Regions from separate parts of the Mus musculus genome. Here region 1 is linked to region 2. The links are chromatin contacts, called in public promoter capture Hi-C maps. All regions are on one chromosome and are shown on one strand. Each heading gives the region's core, a stretch centred on a gene start, on an enhancer-like site or on the middle of the called end of the contact. The rest is flanking DNA. Distances are from core to core; before and after follow the strand shown. Region 1 holds the start of Nlrp3 (NLR family, pyrin domain containing 3). Region 2 holds the start of Gjc2 (gap junction protein, gamma 2).

Region 1 (2,700 bases), core at 22-2,521, 360 kb before region 2:
CCCTCCCGTACCCCTGCAGGAGAGAAGGAAAACCCATGGTCAGAGAAAAGAGGATTCTGTGTTTGGAGCCAGCCTGGGATACTTGAGACTCGAACTCAAAACCAGAGAACTGAAGATGTTGAATAGACATAGTTATCCATAGCAAATGGATATGCACAGATGAGACAAGCACAATGTAATAGACACACATGAATATTCAACATTAACCTTTTTTAAGAAGGAAATTCTGATGTACCTGAACACATTATGCTAAGTGAAGTAAGCCAGCCAAAAGAAACAAGCCCTCCATGAATCTACCTGCACGAGGAATCCATAGAGGTAAAGTTCACAGGGACAGAAAACAGCGGTGGTTGCTAGGAGATGGGGTTAGGTAATGGGGACTTATCATCTAGTGTGTTGGGAGCTTCAGTTGTGCAAGATGAGAAGTTGGTTGCACAACCATATGTTTTCTTGTTGCTAAGCCATATATGTAAAATTACTAAAATTCCACCTTTTATGTCACGTGTACCTTACTGTAAGAAACAAACAAACAAACAAACAAAACCAAAAACCCTTCTGTTTACTCACTCCACTCTGGCTGGTCCTTCTTAGCTTTTTCCCAGAGGTCTCGCCTGTTGATCGCAGCAAAGATCCACACAGCCATGGCCCAGGCCTTCTCCTCGCCATTGAAGTCAATCATGAGTGTGGCTAGATCCAAGTGATCTGCCTTCTCCATCTGGCCCCTGGGGACTGGGATACAGCCTTTCTCGGGCGGGTAATCTTCCAAATGCATTTTGAATTTCTTGAGGTCCACATCTTCAAGGTCCTCTAGATACTGAGCCAGCTTGCAACGGACACTCGTCATCTTCAGCAGCAGCCCTTTCGAGGGTCTCGGGGCTTAGGTCCACACTGGCAGTGCAGGAATGAAAACCCCATGGGAGTAAAGAAGAATGGTATTAAAAGTCTCCACTTCCAGAAAACGAAGTTATCAGAAACACAGGAAACTAGATGCTAATATTGAAACCTCTAAGGGTACCCCATAGATTGGTACAGGTTTTTAATGAATCACCATCTCTGACTTAGTAAGAACTGAGTAAGCCAAATGTTTACCAGAAAGTTCTCTTAGCTTGATCCAGACGTATGTCCTGAGCCATGGAAGAAAAGTTCCTCTGTAGAGATAAAAATAAGAAAGCCATTAACACAATCAGATGTGGTATACAGAGAACACGCATATACAAAGTCACCAGGACTCGTGTCTGACCAGAACCCATGGTGACGAGGCTAGGACCTGGGCACAGCCTTCACTGTTTCTCAACCTCAGCTTCCTCCTTCAGACACTGAGAAAGCAGAAGAGATTGCTTCCCGATTTCTTTTAATGGAAAGCCCTGGTTTCTTGCTTTTATTTTCAAAGGAAGGAGGAAGCCAGGAGAAAATAAGCTATAATAACCCCAGAGCACCAAGGTGAGGACTCACAGCCCAGACGGGCTGACAGCTAACCCTTCAGTGTTCCTCTATTTCCCACTGACAGACAGAACCCGATCAGGTGGAATTGTGTGCATATAAAGAGGAAGACTACATGCGTACATCGCTTTAACGGCTCTTTAACATCTCACATCTATAACGAGCATCGTGATTCACATTTAGTCAGAACTCTGGGCCTAGATGCTGCCCTGATTCTTTTTACTCTTCTCATCTAGTTTCTCCACTGAGGTGTGTAGGTTCCTTCTGCTGAGTGGTAGAGACACTAAGTGGCTTTCTCAGACTGAAGCCATAGATGGTAGAGGAAAGTGCCTGAAAGGTGGTGATGGCCTCCGAATTGATATTCATGTGACAGCAAGATGACATTGAAGGTGCCCCAAGCTCGATGTACCTGTCTCGTGTCCACTCTTGCATCTCCTCTCCCTGTCTCCTGCCGCACCTCACATCTTTCTGTCATCTCTAGTGTTCTTGCTGACTGCTGCCCCAGCTCCACAGATCCTCCTAGACTTTTGACCCCTCAGTTCCTAGTCTTTCCCAGGAGTTCTCAGCCCTCTGCCCCCTGCTGCTAAGACCTGCCACAACAGATTTGCTCTTTACATTAGCTGCCCCCTGGGCTTCCAGCACATTCCCCCCCTCACAGGCAGTCCACCCTCTGCCACCCTGAGTAGATGCTGTTTAAGTCCTAGGGAGCTATAATTGCTTCTTCTGTGAGCGCTCACGCGCACACACACCTCCCTAACATGCATGAACCACGTAACAGCAAACAGAACATCCCAGAAATACCTTAATGTTAGATGAGTCTAAAAGAAATTCCTTGTCTATTGACTAAGATAAATCATGCCATTAAAAATACCCTGGACCTTTTATCCACTCTGCTCCATGACATTGTACTCACCCAGATAGCAGCCTTGGGTACAAATAAAGGGGAAATGAGATAAATATATAGGGGTCACTGTGACACTGGAGACAGGAAGGATGTGGCTTCAAGACGTGAACAAGCTTGCATCACTGTCAAAGACGGATTGGCAGTTACTCATCTGGATGGATTTTCCAAACCCAAGCAATAGAGTTCTGAGTGTAAGCCTAAGCTGCAGACCAGAATTCCCGGGGGTTCCCTGCAGAAGCCTTTAGAAACAATGGGAAAAAGTGAAACCTCAGGGCTCAGCACAGGCAGCGAGCAGCTCAGTGAGGCCTAGGATCCCAGAGAGGGGGACATAAGCAGTGGCAAGCAGAACCAGTGTG
Region 2 (2,700 bases), core at 195-2,694:
GGGAACCCAGGGAGGATATGAGCCCTAGCCCTCCCTGGTTCCCTGCCTCTCCTGACTTTCTGTTTCCCTTCTTCCTTGGCAGGAAATCAAGAAAGCACAGGGAACTGGCCACGCCTGAAGGCCTGCTTCATTCCACAGAGTGATGTCTGTGGTCTAAATTTGCCTGGAGGTGGGGGAAACTTTGCCAGGGCACCAAGGACTTGTAGTAGACTTCCACTGTGGAGTAGAAGGAGCTACCCTTTGTCTGACCACAAGGTGGCTCTGCACCGTGGGCTGACTCACTGGCTGAATGACTCCAAAGAGTACCCATATCTAATCTCCCTGGACTATTTGTGTTCCTTTCCTTGTTCCTTCTGCTGGAGCGGGACTGACCTCTTAATAAAGTAATTACTGAATTATAGTGTCACAGCCCTCCATACTGGGCTTATGGCCTCTGGCTTTCTGCCCCTCCATGGTCAGCCCAGATGAAGGCTGCTAAGGGGGCTCTGCATAGGTGTCTAGTGGCCCTTGTCCCTGCCCGCATCCAGGGTCCACTAGTCATCAGAATGCTGGCTAGGGTTGCTCGTGTTCACTTCTTCCCCTGGGAGTCAGGCAACTGGGACAATCAGTATGGGCTGGAATCGTCTCAGCCCTAGACAACCTAGTGCTGCTGTCTCTTTGAGGTATTTCTGAGCCATTTGGGGACTCAGAGGGACAGATACCACTTGCCAGGAACAAAAGTGCCCAGCTGCAGGGGAAGAGCTAAGGTCATAATGCTGGCCCTGGAGCTGTGGGTGCTGTGTGTTCTTGGCCTTGGGTATAGGCAGCCAACCCAAGGAAGGGCAGGTGAGCCCTGTGAGGGCTGCAGGCAGGCAGAGTCCTGGGCCTTCTGTAAAGATCGCAAATTTTGAGCTCTAGAGGTTGTAGCAGGGTGCAGCATTCCTGAGGGAGATGTCCCTCCCCTCCTGTCCACGATGAGACATTCTGAGTGTCTGGTCCTGCTGTCCTCCCTCTTCCTCTGGGCTCCCAGCCCAGGCTGCTGGCTCCGCCCAAGAGAGCAATCCCAGCAGGGAGGGCAGTGGTTGTTGCCAGCTACCCCCACCCGGTGGTCAGCCACAGCTCTGCCTTGTGCATCTCCAGGTGAGGCTGCTCCTGGGGCAGACTTGGGGGTATTAACTGGATGTGGGTGTGAAGAGGGCAGGCAGGTACCCAGGCAGAAGTAGCCAGAGAGACTGGGAAGTCCTGGGCTGCCTCCAAAACTGCAGATGTTTCTCTAGAAGGGTGAGCCAGAACTGCCTGGACTTCAAGTGGAGGCTGGGGAGACCAGCAGGCCTGTCTAGATCCCTGCTGCTCCACCCCCAGGGACAATCATGGATTCAGACCCTAGGGGGAACAATGGAGCCCTTGAGGGCCCCTCCTCCATCCCCCATTGTGCTTGGTGGCGAGAGGTGGCCCTAGCCCCACAGTATGCCCTTAGAGAGGATCAGCATCCAGCCGGCAGGTGGAGGGGCTCAGCCGAAGGTTTGCATTTCCAGCCTGGAGAAGGTAGGGAGGGTACTGCTGGGGCTGCAGCCTGGCTGGGCCTTGACTGGTCTGTACTCCTTACTGCTAAGGTGGAGGTTCCCAGGTTCCTGCATCCCCTCTCAGGCTCTGTGGGGTGTGTCACAGCTGGTGCCAGATGCCACCCTGGAAGACTCACTGAGTCTCTGGCCAGATCTTGTCTTGCTGTATTAAGGGACCCTCAGGGTGTCCTTTAGCTTGGCTTCAGCTGGCTTTGTGGCTCTTTTGGGGTAACTAAACCCATGGTAGAGGGAGATGGGAACAAACCGGAGAGCCTAGGGTATTTTCAGTACCTCCCCCAGCAGCTGAGACCCTTCAGGCCATCTTAAGATGGGCCAGTCCACCCCAGCCAGTTGTAGTGTGTCCCAGGGATCAGTATGGGCACCAGGCCCAGTCTACTCAAACTGAAGAAACTTCATTATCCACTTGCCTGCTACCAAGCAGACCCTCTCAGCAGCTGGACCTACACAACCGCTGCTGTGTTAGTGTGGCGCGGTAGCCAGCACAGAAGTCTTTGGGATGCCACAGCAGTTCACTCTAAGTGCTTCCTTCCCACCTACCTTCTGTGTCTAGGGACTGCAGAGAGGGAGATATGAGGATGGGCAGCCAAAAGGGGAGATACAGGGTCCAAGGACGGGGAGGTTGGAGAAGATCCGTTTTGGAGGGCCTGCTGGCTGGAGTTGGCTCTGTATGGGACAGTGTGGACCCAGCTGGGAAGTGATTTCTAGAAATGGGGAGGGGAACCTGGCTCAGCTGTGGAGGGGCTGGCAGGACTGGAGAGACAAGGACCAGGGTGAGTATGGGCTTTCTACAAGGAATTGGGCACACGTGTGTACTCTGGGCAATGCCAAAGGAAGGCATGGAGAGTGGGAGGGGGTTGCCTACTCAGGCTAGTGCCTCCGTTTTTGGAATGCAGTTTAGCTGAAGTCTCAACCTGTAGGAGTTGTCTAGACTTAGGGTTGTGACTCTTACACCAGGTAGGTGCAGGCTAGCCCATCTGTTTTTCTGGTCCCCACAGTCTGAAGTTGAAGTTTTGCCTTCTTGAACTTCCAGGAATGTGACTTGGGTGCTGGTGAAGAAGGCCTCACAGGTCAAAGCGGGAGGTTGGTAGTTTCTGCTGGGTGCCATAACTCTGTGGTAGAGTCCTACATCTTCAACATG

The links. Capture Hi-C pulls out chosen DNA fragments and counts their contacts.
Region 1: a contact with region 2 is called in a promoter capture Hi-C map of adipose tissue. The contact joins the promoter of Nlrp3 here to the promoter of Gjc2 in region 2. A contact is called at or near these places in 2 of 39 promoter capture datasets (embryonic stem cells and neutrophils) and 1 of 9 other capture datasets (adipose tissue).

The regions. Positions count from the first base shown.
Region 1 is chr11:59,541,257-59,543,956 of GRCm38.p6, reverse strand. Nlrp3 (NLR family, pyrin domain containing 3) reads right to left here and starts at 1,271. Exons shown (of 10, transcript NM_145827.4): 1 at 1,090-1,271; 2 at 568-888. The coding sequence starts at 844.
Region 2 is chr11:59,181,570-59,184,269 of GRCm38.p6, reverse strand. It overlaps Gjc2 (gap junction protein, gamma 2), which reads left to right and starts at 1,444. Exons shown (of 2, transcript NM_175452.4): 1 at 1,444-1,524. Guk1 (guanylate kinase 1) reads left to right here. Exons shown (of 8, transcript NM_008193.3): 8 at 83-415. The coding sequence ends at 118.